2 separate regions of the Mus musculus genome follow, and region 2 is linked to region 1. A link is a contact called in public Hi-C data. All regions are on one chromosome and are shown on one strand. The core of a region is the stretch at or near the end of the contact, and the rest is flanking DNA. Distances in the headings are between cores, read along the strand shown. Region 1 overlaps Sugct (succinyl-CoA glutarate-CoA transferase). Region 2 overlaps Sugct (succinyl-CoA glutarate-CoA transferase).

Region 1 (7,189 bases), core at 1,488-3,987:
ACTCCGTGCCTTCCACATTTAAAAATATTCTGACAATATGATTTTAGCAACAAATAGGAAATTCTCTTAGAAACAAAGAAAAAACCTTGATGATCTACTCAATGACCTGACACTTATTGACTTAATTCATACTCTGAAGACAGTGATATGATCATTAGTTCGTTGGTTGGCTTCAAATAACAAAAATGTAGACTCAGCCTTGCTTGTCAGCCCTCTAAAGTACTGCACAAAGTAATAGGAGATGCTTCATAAAACTGTCCTGTGCTAATATCAGTATCAGACACCAGTACTGACCTCTTGCTAGGTACTCAGTTTCAATGAGGTTCATTAGATTTCTTTGGATGCCTGAGACTCATTGCTTAATAAATCTTCCATTGCCGTTCAGGTTGTGATATGAGAAAAAGGATCAGTGAGTCCTATGGAGTGCATAGTGTATGCACAGTCTTTAGGTCCATTCAGAACTTTCATGGGTTAAAGTGATGCATGAGCTAATCAGTTTACCTTCTGGAAACTGTTAGTCTCCATCATACCCGCCAATATTTGTGAATTCTTTTCTACCAAAGAGTAATCATCCCCTCCCATTATTGCTCTTAAAAGAGCACTGTATTCATCTGTCAGTAAAATTCATAATAATATCTTAGTCTGGGTCCCTAAAAGCAAAACTGAGAAAAAAATTATGAGTGCACAAATTTAATGAGGGAGTAGCCATTATTGAAACAATTGTAAGAAAGTAAGCAGGTCCATGTGGGAAAAAGAATAAATGAAGTATGGTCTTCAGTGGGGTCCAGGGCTCCAGAGAAGGCTTAGTGAGTAAAGGTTCTAGCAGAAAAAAAAAGACAACCAGATTTGGATACCCCAAACACCTGTAAAATTCATCACCATGCACAGCTACAATCCCAGCACTTTTGTGACAAGATACGAGATAGAAGCAAGAGAATTGACACTGCCTGAAGCTTGTGAATGACTCCGTTTGGAGTATGCAGCAAACGTAGGAGTGAGGGCGAGCTCCAGAAAAGTTGTCCTCTGACCTCTGTATGTGCATGCATATGCATGGAATCAATAAATATTCAATGGAGTCTAAGTCTTGCACTGATCCATGGGAATCAGGCCAGGGGTGTCCTGTTCTTCAAGAGAACTAACCTTAAGGTCTCTACTGCCAATCATTGTCTGCCTCAAGAATGAGAGGTGTTTTGTGGGTGACTTTATGAGCATCTCTTCTCATTCTTTTAGTCCAGGGCAGAGTAAGGCTATCATCCCTCAATTCTTCTAGAGAAGAGGCACGTATGGTGGCCTATGTGACAGTACTATCAAGAGGTCCCAGTACTGACTGCTTACAGATTACAACAGTTGTTATCCAACTTGAGTGTGTGAATCACTCAGAGATAACTCCAAATACATATAATTTCTAGGCCTTACTCCCAGAGCTAACAGGTTATTTTAACAAGTTTCAGGCATTATTAATGCAAGTCAAACACTGGGGAACTACCTTGAGAGTGACTCAATTATAGCTGGAGGCTATTTGAAGACAGTCTACAACAAGAAACAAATGGTACTCTGACAGGCTCAAGACATCATACAGGCCTTACCTGAGAAGGGGGCAGGACATATGAGCCCCACACTACACTGAGCAAAGTTTCTGGGAAACAATTCTTGGATGTTCTTCCTTTCTTCAGAGTTCTACTCTTCACTGAGAGAGCCACAGATCTTCACAGGACATCAAACATTCCTCATGTTAGTCCCCATTACCCTCCCACGCAGAAAGGCAGAATGCTGAGCAAAGATGTATTTCCACATATGTGACCTTGAATTTTCCTTTCTTTAAAAAGGAAAAAAAAGATTATGGATTTCTTTTCCTCAGGTATGAGGAGGAAATTATTTGTGATCCACGTAATCATTTATAGAAATGGTAGAGATGTGGCACTTACAGCCCTTGTTTTATATGATGGTAAGACTCTGAGGTATAGATGGCTTTCATTTTTAACCAAGACCTTATCTGAAAATCCAGGGTTTCAGTCTATCTCCTCCTACACTCCCACTCCTAAAGATTTTGATAAAAAGGGGTGGCTTTAATGCTTAGGATTTGTGGGGAGGTATAGATTTTGAAAATCATGCCTAAAGGAAAAACAAGAGAAAAAGTTTCTAATTACTCAAAACCAACCCAGAAGAGAAGACATAAAGCAGATGCTGAACCTAGATGATTTGAGTGGAGGAGCCATTATTGATAATGGCAGGCTTACTGAAAGACCAGCCCCAGGACTCACCAGAGTTTTGATTATTTGATTTTTCTCCTCCAGGGAACTTAATTGAACAAAGTCTCCCTCAGGAAGTTTTATTCAAAAAGATGCCATCTAAAATAAACTGAAGTTTCATGTGCAGCTTCTCTGTGGTTAATTTGGATTGTAGCCTCATGGTGTTCTAAGAGGGAGTGTTGCCAACAGAATGAGACAAGGAAGGAGAAAGAAGTGTGGGGTGCTTGACTGGGAGGCTTGGTGGCCACTTAGGGGTTCTCATCCTGCTTACTGAGGTCAGTGAAGTGTGTAAATTGGAGAATATCAGTCCCAGATTCACTCCAGGGCTAGGCAGGGAGCACCAGTAAACCAAGGCTAAGAAGCAGAAAAACTTCTCTGGTGTAGTAAAGCTCTTTACTGAGGAAAGGCTCAGACTTACTTACTTACTCAGACTGAAGTTCAAAGACAGGCTGGAGATAATGATCTCTGTTGTGATAGTTTGTCACAGAGATAGTATTTTTTGCAAACTTTGTCTAAAGCATGGCCACCCCCACCCCTGCTTCCTGTTGCATTCCCCACCAGCGTGCACTCCCATCCTGTCATTGCTGTGCATGGTGTTTGGCTCCTCCAAAGAACATTTTCACAAATTCCTGGAACCAGTCATTTGGATTAATACTGTTGTGTGAAAATTCTTTTTAAAAGAACTTTTATTAAATTTGTTTTTCATAATTTTATACGTATACATTGTTTTCTGTTTCTTTTCCATGAATCCTTATGTCTCTCCAGCCTAGGCAAGCCCATCCCTAACTTTTTACATGTCCCCTTCCCACATTCATGATTTTGTTTGTTTGGTTTGTTGTTGTTGTTGTTGTATGAGTGTGTTTTATTGATAGTAACAGAGTCCACAGTGTTTTGGACTTGTCCATTGTAGTCTTGTGGACTCATCAGTGGGTATGCACTTGAAGACAACGACTACTTCTTCCACCAAATAAAAGAAAAAAATCGTCAAATCGTCAAGCACAGAGGAGTAGGACCCCTGTTTTTCCTGTCTTGATCCATGTTCACCATTCACAGGCCCAGTGTAGATGGTAGCAGTTACTATGCAGTTAGGACTGTACTGTTTTTTTCATGCCCAGGACACAGTGTTTTGATGCCATTTTTCCCATGTTACATATCCTTACCACCCACTCTCCAGTGTTCTGCGAGTCTGAGAGGGAGTTGTATAAATGTCCTGTTTAAGGCTGACTACTCAATTGCTCCTTATGCTCTGTACCATGACCAGCTATGCAGCGTTACACTCACTCACATTCATTACAAAGAGAAGCTTTTCTGATTAAATTGGAGAGTAGCTTTTGTCTATGGGGTGTAAACATGGGGGAAGGGAGAAGGATTCCATGTCAATTTAATTAAACAGAGAAGGAAGTCTTTACTTGGGGCCTATCTTCTCCTCAACCAGGCCATAGTTTTTATTGGATTTACAATACCAAACAGGAATTTCTTCTTGTGGAGTGAGCCTTATTCCAAGCAGTGATCAGTTGGTTACTTCCTTAACAGTCATGCCACTATTGTACTAATAGATATATTTTACCAGTAGGTTGGTAGTATGAAGAATTTACAACTTGAAAGTATGATTAAACTTTTTCTCTATGTCCAAAATCATTAGAGTTTTACAAGCCTTTTAAACAAAGTATCCAAAGTCATAAAGGTTCCTTGGAGTAGCCTACACATTTCTGTTTTCTGAGAAAGAAAAAGCACTAAGGCAGAAGACTTTATGTTTCAGTTCTTAGTCACTTCAGTAATTAAGGATTGTCTTCAACACAGAGAAACCAAGGTCTGTTGACTGAGCAAGCAGCTCAATTTTGAAAGCACTGGAAACTAGCTTTGACTTTGTTGGATTTAGTACATGGAACTACCACTTGTTGATAATATATGATTGCTAGACACTCATCAGTTTTAGAATATACTATTTGTTAAAGGAACAACACCAACACCAATGAAGAAGCTCATAGGAATGGTATGCTTAAAAAGTAACCTATCTTCACTTAGCTACAAGTGATTTCTTTAAAGGACTGATGTATCTCCCCACTTTTCTAGCAAAATAAAGTATATTGCAGCTCATCATAGCAACCTCAGTGCCCAGCTCACACTGTGTATGACACATATGCTGACTTAATTTTTTAATTTGTTGTTGGGTGCTTCTCAAACCTCGCAGAGTATCAGGTAGCATGGGATGAGCACTACTCATCATCCCTGTAGAGAAAAGCAGAGTTTACTGTAGTATAAAACCTAGCTCGAAAGTAAACTCCTACTTGTCAGAAATGCTGCACATATAACATGAGAGAACATTGGTTTCTTTTCTTAAATTTATTAGAGCTACCAACTTTAGATTAGTCTTAGAGAAAACATTTCAACATTCAGCCTTTGAAGGAATCTCAGTAAAGCAGGGATTCTCTTCCCTGGGGTGGCAGCTCTCTAACCCAGAATGAGTGTCCTTGGCACACATATGCAGGGTTTACATTTCCCTAGAGCTGATTTAGAAAGCTGAATTCAGAAAATGCTGACAGAGTTGTCTTCACAAATCCTTTGTGTTAATGTTGGGTTCCAGCAGGTGGTGCTGTTGGGAGACAGTGGATGCTGTAGAAGAAAGTCTGTGGAAGGAAGCTGGGTTGTTTGGTAGTGTGCCCTAGAAGGGAACATTGGGAACTTGGCTCCTCCTCTTCCTTTCTGTTTCACCTCGCCACCACCGTGATGTTGGCAGATTTATTGCAACCACTTCCTCTGTGATGGTCTTCCTTGTCATAGGCTGAAAAGCAAACGGCTGGTAGATTATGGGTTGAATCCATTGCAATTTGTGAGCCAAAGTAAATTCGTATAAAATGTAATTCAGATATCAACTGCAATTAAATGACAAAACTCTATGAGTTTGTTTTATAATTAGAATGTCTATTTTCCCTCAGCAAGGGCCAATTTTAAGTGCAAAAGTCTACAATTGGAGGCTAGTTGGGGAAGTAGGGCATTGTTAGTTCTTTCCCACTTCCTTACCTGTTCACCACAACTTATCACCCTAGTTACTCACTAGGAGAGGAACATGAGCAGGCAGAGTAGACGGGAAGGGCAAGGAGAGCCCTACTTGGTGACACTAAGGGACTGGCTGAGGACTCTAGCTGCCTGTGGTGTTGCTGGCATTCGTCTCACTGTGCTTCCACAGATCGCTTGCAGTCTTGGTTCAGGCAACAGCTGTCCTTTACCTGGAACATTAGCATTTACTCAGACCTAAATGCTCTAAGTGTGCTAGCATACTATGCCATACAATGCCATATTTACCTCACTGTACCATATCTACCATACCGTACCTACTCCCTTTCATATCTACCCTACCCAACTGTACTATACCACACCTACCATACCATACTTATCTACTTATCATGACATACCATACTATGCCATGCCATATCAGACCAGACCAGACCAGACTTACCATCTTAGCCACTCTCCTTAAGTCTCAGTTATAAAGCTGGATGACAGAAACATTTTTCCCCACCTCCATGGCCAAGGGTACTATTCTGTATAAATGCCACCACATTCTGACTTCATACCCATGAAGTAGCTGTTAAGGATCTCAAATTTGATTTCCACCTCTGCCCTGGAAAAATTACAAAAGTTGTCTGAAAACACAGCCACTTCATGTTTAACTTCTGGCCCTTAAACTGAATTGAGACAAAAGTAATCCTACTTCAATGTCTTATAGCTCATGAAAGTCCTGCTCGTCACAAAGCATCTACCAATGTCCAATTTGAATATTCCTCTGGGAAGTGCCAGCTGTATATAAAATTGCTTCAGTTATTTTATTTGCTGGTTTCACCATCACTAACTATATCATTGTGCTTTTCTTCATACTCTCTTCCCTTTTGGAGAGAAGTCATTTGACCACATTATGAGACATCATGTGTGATGCATTTCCCATTTGCCATATAGAAAGCTAAAGTTATTAAGTGAGAAAGAACCAAAATACTGTGTCACTTTGCATGGTGACATTATTTAGGTAACTTTGATTATTGAAAACAAACCAAAAAATTTTAAAAAAAGGAACAACTATTCATCCTCTCCCAATGACTTATTCTTCCCAAATTCAAAAGATCTTTCAAGCTCTGCCCTTCACTGAGTTAAATGCCTTACACGCAGACAGCTATGCTCCTGCTACAGTTTCTGTTAATCTCCCAGTTTTGCCTGAAGCTATGAAGTCAACCCCACAGCACAGCTTCTTTCCAGCCCCTCCTCTCCAAATGAAAACCATGTGCTTGTGTGCGCTGGCTTTTCTTTCCTTTTAAAAGTTATTCTGCATTATTTAATATAACCATGTACTAATGCAGAGACCTTCAGTAACTGATTTCTCATTGGCTGCTATCAATTAAGCCACATTAATACAACCATTTAGTCTCAGAAGCAAATTCGTTTACGCACAAATGACTTGCTTAAAGCTGATTGTAACACCCTAGAGAAGCAAAAACTCTGAATGCTTGCAAGTAGAGCTGAATTGAAATAAATGAAAATAGTACATTGTACCTATTTGATGCCTGTGCAGCTTCCCTTCATCATTCTCTGCATTTTCTCATGCAGCCAATTGATAAGACTAAACTCCCAGTTTGTACTGTTCTTTCTAACCCTGGTTTAACTAAAGGTTGAAACATCTACTTCATACCGAAGTTGTGCCATATTCCAGAATTCCAGACACAAATCAGAAGTTAACACTGTGAGAATCTTGGACTATGGCTGCTCTCATGTATCAGTTACTGGGTGTCATTGAGAATAAAACATCACAAGGGTGTGGTTTCGGTTATAAAGATTGCATTTGGTGCGCTAGAAAGATGACTCAGTGGGCAAGGGTGCATGCTACTCTTTCAGAGGTTGTGAGTTTGTTTCCAAGCATCCATGTTGGGCAACTCACAACAGCTTGAAACCCC
Region 2 (7,189 bases), core at 1,452-3,951, 400 kb before region 1:
CCCTCAAGGCTGCCAAGAGCAGTTGAAGAGGCGTAAACATTTCAGTTGTTTATTCATTACAGGGATCCTTAATTATGACTTAAAAGCAAATTTCCTTCAGGAAGTCAGATTTTACATCTTCAGAATAAATCTTTTGATTGCATATGTTATAATTGTATTAGAATAGTAATTAGGTCAGTTCGTAGGGAAACAGTTCTCTCTCTCCCCCCATCATTTTAATGAAAATGCAATCTTTTAGCAATGCATGAGATTGGGTGGTTTCAGCTATTGTGAGACTCATGGCTTCTGGTTTTCAAATGGTATTTCCATAAGGTTGTAGGCTGGGGCAGGAGTCGGAGACAGAAGATCTATTTGGGACATGAGAGGATAAGCTTGAAAGAAAACAAGTAGACACATTTCCAAAAATTCCAACTTCATATCAAAGGAAGAAGTTCTCCTTTTTCTGCATTTGTTAGATTGAAATAGAGGTTCTACTGCTTGTAAAACGTATTTGTTCCAGGTTAATAATTTTGTAATAAGACAGGACTGGAAAGTGGTTTTCATGCATGTTTGTATGTTTTAGAGATTACAGAATGGTCTCCTTCTTTGTTGGAAATTGGTTGTAGGCCATAGGCTGGTAGAACTAGAAACTAAGTCTACTCTAGAGCAGAGGGAGACTTTGGTAAGAGGAGTCATGTATGGCCTGCAGGGCTCCTCTGGGGAGGAGAGATTAATTTACTGTTAAGAGACTAGGCTGTGGTGTCTGTGACCCCTCGGGCTCTTTCACAAGAGTCTCTGAGCTCTGCCTGATCTTTGGCTGTGGGTCTCTGCATCTGTTTTTCTCTGCCACTGGATGAAGCCTCCTAGGAAACAATTATGCTAGGCTCCTGCATGCAAGCTTAGTAGAGTATCATTAAAAGTGTCAGAAGTTGGCTCTCTCCTATGGAATGTGTCTCAAGTTGGACCAGTCATTAGTTGGCCATTCCCTCAATCTCTGCTTCATTTTTATCCCTGTGCATCTTGTAGGCAGGACAAATTTTGGGCTTGGCTACAGGAGGTGGCCACTTCACTCTCCATTGCCCCAGCTTCTAGGAGTCTCAGATAGGGTCAACCCCATAGACTTCTGGAAGCCTCCTCCATTCCACATCTCCCACTAGTCCCAGAGATGCCCCACACAGATTTCTGTTCTCTCTCTCAGCCTTCTCCCACACCCCTCCGCACAGCTGATCCCCATTCCCATTCCCTGTCTCACTCCTTCTTCTACCCAGGTCCCTCTCTCCATCTGCCTCTGATATCTATTTTATTTCCCTTTCTGAGTGAGATTCAAGCTTCCTACCTTGGGCACTCCTTATTACTTAGTTTATTTTGGGTCTGTAGATTGTATCATGGTTATCCTGTACTTTATGGCTAATGTCCATTTATAAGTGAATACATACCATGTGTGCATTTCTGGGTTTGGGTTACCTCACTGAGAATGATATTTTCTACTTCCATCTATTTGCCTTCAAATTTCATGATGTTGTTGTTTTTAATAGTATTCCATTGTGTATATGTACCACATTTTCTTTATCCATTCTTCAGTTGAAGGACATCTAAGTTGGTTCCAGTTTCTGGCTATTACCACAAAAAGGTCTACACAGTTAATTAACCTGGGCCCATGATAGCTCACAGAGACTGAACCACCAACTAAAGATCATGCAGTGGCTCCACTTAGGACTCTCACAATTTCTAGCAGATGTGTGGGTGCCCTAACAACTGGAACAGGGGCAGTCTTTAATTCTGTTGCCCTCCAGTGGATCTCTTTCCTCTAGCTGAATTGCCTGCACAGGCTTCAGTTGGAGAGGATATTAGTCCTGCTGGGACTGATGTCCTGGGTCAGGGTAGTACCTAAGGGGGCTTCCCCTTCTCTGAGTAGAATGTGATGGAGCAATAGGAGGAGGAATTTGTGAGGGTAGCACAGGGGCCTGCAATAGGGATGTAAAGTGAATAAATGACAACATCATTTTGCTAACTTCAAAATAACAAAAAAAATACTAGACTGATAATTCTGTGTAGAGGTCAAGGTTCTTTAGAATAAGTCACACAGTTCTGGATTTGGGCAGCAGTTGGAGTTTCTGTAGTTATGCTTCTTAGAAGTTCTTAGAAATAAACCCAGAAAAATGTATTAAAATTCTGAATAGGTTTGTTACCTTACCATGGTGGATCCCTATTCAAAAACGAATTAACTTGAGTAGTGGGAGAAAAATTGAGCTCTGAAACAAGTAAAAATTAATACTAAAATTCAGTTAGGGTCTAGCTGTATATATAGTTCAGTGGCAGAATGTTTCTTTCTACGTTCATGGACTCTAGTTCCATCCCCAGTATTGCAAACCAAAAGTCTACAAGGGGTGTTTGCAATGAAAGGGAATATATATTGTATTCAGTGCTGAAGTGAATATGTATTGGAGACCTGAGCAGACAGGGAACAGCATTTATGCTGCTGAGCGGGGCTATGAAGTCGGAACACTGACAGAGTCAAGGGTCCCTTTGACCCACTTGTCTTCTGAGGGTAGGAACAGATGTGAGCTCTCTTGGGACATGGCTCCAATGAGAGGTCTAGGAATGGCAGCAGGGGTATCATCTGCGTGTTTGTTAGATGTGACAGGCTCTGGTTCACTCTTCCAGCAGAGATTCACTCTCACATTAGGCTTTGGGAATCCTTGCTCTAATTTGAATCCCCCCTTAGTCATTTCAGGAAGAGTCCACTAGATGTCACTCTTGTAACCTGGTAACGGGATTGTAAATTTCAGTTGGGCCTTGCAAGAATTTCCGACCAAGATCTTATTATTAGATGATTTCCACCCCCCTCCCCCTCAGGGCTACTGATATACACACTGATTATTTAAGGTAAAATTACCTTTCTTCTTTGGTTCAAAGTATTCATAGGGATTCCTGGAAACGATTTTCATTTTGTTGAATTACCACTGCTGTTCACTGTCTTCCCCCACCCCACTTTTTGCAGGAGTTGGTCTGTCATTATATAACCTTAGCATGGGGTATGCTGCTAATTCTTTGAGCTGAGAGAGTACTACTCTGGGCTGCACACACTAACATACAGGCTTGATCTCTGTGGAAATTGTTGAGACTAGAAAGGAATGAAGGCTGGACTGTGGAAATAGCATCAACCTGGGATGTGCTTGCTGGAGGAAGTGCCAGCCTTTCTGCGATCTTGGAATGTCTCTAGGGTAGTTTTATAAAGAAGACTATGTCTTCCCAGGAAAAAAAGTTTAACTATAATCTTGTAGGGAGTTAGTTTCAACCATGGAATGAATGTAAGCACATTTGCAGGTACAGTAACATCCTGAGGGAGATTTTATATTTTGAGAGATGTATCAGGTGCTTATGAAAGGACCTGTTAACAGCTGGTTAGGTCTGCATGTTAGAAAAGACAGTTGGACAGATTAAAGACCATGCTTTAGAAAAGCCCAGCCTGAGAAAGCTAGTTTCTTGAAATAAAACAACTACTTGCGCAGTTCTTCCTTAGTCTGATGTGGGTTTTCATCTGTTGCAACAAATGTAGCGGAAAAAGGAATAAAGTAACAGGTGTGTGTATATCTGACTGTGTTTCCTGAGCCTGTGTATTTCCTTTTATGGAGGGAGGGGCGCCTGATTTGTAACATGCATCGCTAAATGAATGAAAATGTTTACTCTAATTAATTTCAGCAAAGAAAAATGCCTATCCACCGGAAAGCAATATAGCTTTAGCTTAAATGCGATCGTCGTTTGTTGGGAAGGCAGTTGGGATGTTTCCTTCAAACTTTAAGATTCCTTCCTAGGTTGTTTATTAGGACTTGATCAATGGGAAAGGAATTAATTTTACAATATTTTTCCTAAAATAATTTTTTATGTTTTCAAAGCAGTACTTAAGTTGCAGAAAACATCCCTAAAATGGTTGTTTCCAATTGTAGCCACCATGAGAACTTTTACTCCTGTGAAGATATGGTTTTAGTTGACCATCCTCTTTCCAGTTGAATATTGCCCATCATTTCCTTTTGATTGTTACTCCTGAGGCACACAGCCGCCAAGGATAGCATCATATGAGGACGTGCTGTTTGGCTTGTAGCAGGGGCTTGGGAATTAAGTCCTTTGAAGCACTGATTCATTCTGCAGAAGATCTTCATTTATTTAATAGTTGAAAATACTGTCTGCCTCAGGGTTGTGGTGATGAATTGGCACATCAGTGTGTTGAATGTCTGTAGCATAGTGTCTGGTGTCTACTGTGTGTTTAGTATAAATACTATGTACCAAGGTACTTAACGGTACCTTTTAAAGTCATTTCTGTACCTACCCCAGCCACAGACCTATAGTTACTTGCATTTTTCAGCTGTTACAACAGCTCAACAACTGTGACAGAAGCCCCTGTTCTAATAATATACCTTTACCAAAGAGCTCCAGAATATGCATAAGTCTACTTTTTCCTCAGCCTGGGAAATGTATCCCTGAGGATGAAAGGGTGTTAGCAGGATCAGAATAGCCAAATTGAAGAGTGGTAGGAAGAAAATCAATCCTAGAACAAAAGCAGGGAGAGAATTTCTCCTTACAACCTACATTGAAATCCTAAGTGAAAATTCACTTCTGTGTTTAAAATGGTGATCCAGCTCAATATAACAGCACCTTATACCACAGGCTAGCCTATAGGACTGTTAGTAGTATATCAAGGCTAGCCTATGATCCAAATCACTTTTTAAAGGCATTTTTTATTAGATATTTTCTTCATTTACATTTCAAATGCTATCCCCAAGGCCCCCTTTACCCTCCCCCTGTCCGCTCCCCAACCCACCCACTCCTGCTTCCTGGTCCTGGCATTACCCTGTATTTGGGCATATAATCTTCGCAATACCAAGGGCCTCTCCTCCTATTGATGGCCATCTAGGCCATCCTCTGCTACATATGCAACACAGCTCTGGGGGTACTGGTTAGTTCATATTGTTGTTCCTCCTATAGGGTTGCAGACCCCTTTAGCTCCTTGGGTACTTTCTCTAGCTCCTTCATTAGGGGCTCTGTGTTCCATCCAAATAACTATTTTTAAGGTTGGCTTTAAGGAGAAAAGTAAAATGCAAATCGGAATATCCTGCTTGAATTTTTGCACAATAGATTCCTAATTGCCCCTTTTTATTGTGTTTAATATGTTGAGATATGCCCAACCCCTTTTAAGTTCAGGAAGGACTTCTAGGATTTTAGTAGTAATAACTCATACCTTGATGTTTTTGGAATATTACTTGGGTAGAAACTTTCCACTCTAAGAGAGATACTGAAAAGCTGTCTGAAAAACAACCTAAGTCCCTTTTTGTGTTTCTACCATGAACAGCGCTGTGCAGTTCCTGGACAATGGCTTTTGATTATTCGTGATAAAGACTGAAACCAGCATCAGCTGTGTTCATATGCTATTTCAGATGGACAAGGATACAGAGTTAAACATGAGCACTATGAATTAGAAAAATAAACTCATTTTCTTTCTTGCTAGAGTTTTGAACTACACATTGTATTTCTTTTTTTTCCAATTTTTAAAAATTAGGTATTTTCTTCATTTACATTTCAAATGCTATCCCAAAAGTCCCCCATAACCCCCCACCCCCCCAATTCCCCTACCCACCCACTCCCACTTCTTGGCCCTGGAGTTCCCCGGTGGTTAATATTAATGTATACATTTGGCAATTGGTTAAAATGCATCTCATAAAATCTTAAAAGAGGGGAAAACCATCCCCCTCCAATATGTCATTATTGTTTCCATTGTAGGAGTCAGATTAGTTAAGTTCAGTCCTAGTTCAAAGAAATGGGGCCGGGGGGGGGTGGCGAGGACTAGGGAACAAGACTTATAATGGTGTCACTGTGTAGACTGGGAAAGAATCTGAGGTTTGTCCAGCAAATATAATGGTGCATTGAGGTGGTGTGTTAATGTGGGGGGCCGGAAAATGAGTTCAGTGTTTAGTGACTCTGTTAAGTAGCAGCTTAGGGTTTAACCTAAAAATTGGGAGAAAGTTGATAAGTGCAGAGAAAGCATGGGACTCGGTTTGATCCGGACCTCTCTAGAGCTATGGTCGCAGGCTGTGGAAGGAGAGGGGGAGGGAAGGAATTCAGTGTGAAGATACCTTAGTGATGACAGCTAAGCTGTTCATCTAGTCAGGAAACCCACAGTTCTGCCAAACAGTGAAGGCTCCAGCTTACCTTCAGATGGGGGAGATAAACTGTGGGATCATAAAAAGAACAGCAAGCAAGGCTCCTCATTCCACCTCCCTTTCATAAGTTTTGCAGTCTGAGTAAAAAACTAATAGACATCCATGAAAGCTGATACTTATTGGTTGTGGGACTCGGAAGGAACTTCAGTGATGTGGGAAAGGAGCTCCAGGGACTAAACAGCCACCAAAGAGTACACATGGTGGGAATCATGGCTCCAGCCGCATATGTAGCAGAGGATGGCCCAGTTAGCCATCAATGGGAGGAGAGACCCTTGATCCTGTGAAGGCTCTATGCCCCAGTGTAGGGGAATGCCAGGGACAGGAAGAGGGAGTGGGTGGGTTGATGAGCAGGGGAAGGGGTGAACGGATAGGAGTTTTTTTGGGGGGAAACCAGGAAAGGAGATAACATTTGAAATGTAAATAAAGAAAATATCTAATTAAAAAAAAACCCTTAAAAATTTTGCACAAAGAAGTGGTGAAACAGGAGGTGTATAATACAAACTGAGATAAGAATGCAGAGAACAGTGATGAGAGAATGGTTCTCTGTGAATGGGACATCGTGCTCAGGAATACTGTGCTACTTCAGTGACAGCGGAGACAACGGGCATTTCATCTCTGTGAATGAGACATCGTGCTCAGGAATACTGTGCTACTTCAGGGACAGTGGAGACAACGGGCATTTCAGCTGTTTTCTTTTGACCATAGCTTATCTGAGTCATGGGATTTTTTTCTCTGGAAAGTGTAAACACTGATATGTGTGCGTCATTTTGCCTGTGATGCTCAGAAGCTTTTTAATATCTCTTGGCTTTCAGGCTCTTGCTCTATTGGTATAGGGAAAGGCTAGTGAAGTTACAGTAACACTGGAAAATCAGACAAACCCGTCTTGTGAGGGAAGTCATAGCCTGCAACCAAATGATCTCTCCCATGTATCTGTTTCATAAAGCAAGTAGTTATAGAATTAGGGAAATAATACAATTCTAATGATTTGAGCCTAA

What was found. Hi-C and Micro-C count contacts between places; a contact is called where the count stands out from the background.
Region 2: a contact with region 1 is called in a Hi-C map of double positive thymocytes, with 4 times the contacts expected there. The contact joins two enhancer-like sites. A contact is called at or near these places in 1 of 15 datasets of contacts at CTCF or cohesin (large pre-B cells), 25 of 484 Hi-C or Micro-C datasets (Sertoli cells, adipose-derived mesenchymal stem cells, cardiomyocytes and 13 more) and 3 of 115 datasets of contacts at active chromatin or transcription factors (acute myeloid leukemia, bone marrow-derived dendritic cells and large pre-B cells).

Annotation. Positions count from the first base shown.
Region 1 is chr13:17,026,484-17,033,672 of GRCm38.p6, reverse strand. All of the region lies in intron 12 of Sugct (succinyl-CoA glutarate-CoA transferase), which reads left to right. Among named protein-coding and RNA genes, the nearest start is that of Gm25020, 180 kb to the left of the region's middle. Within about 2 kb of position 2,737, at least 11 of the 459 cell types and tissues checked have an H3K27ac peak or open chromatin away from gene starts, as enhancers often do. A contact at or near this core is called in double positive thymocytes, where this site is marked.
Region 2 is chr13:17,428,188-17,435,376 of GRCm38.p6, reverse strand. The region is part of intron 9 of Sugct (succinyl-CoA glutarate-CoA transferase); the gene reads left to right. Among named protein-coding and RNA genes, the nearest start is that of Gm24873, 9.0 kb to the left of the region's middle. Within about 2 kb of position 2,701, at least 11 of the 459 cell types and tissues checked have an H3K27ac peak or open chromatin away from gene starts, as enhancers often do. A contact at or near this core is called in double positive thymocytes, where this site is marked.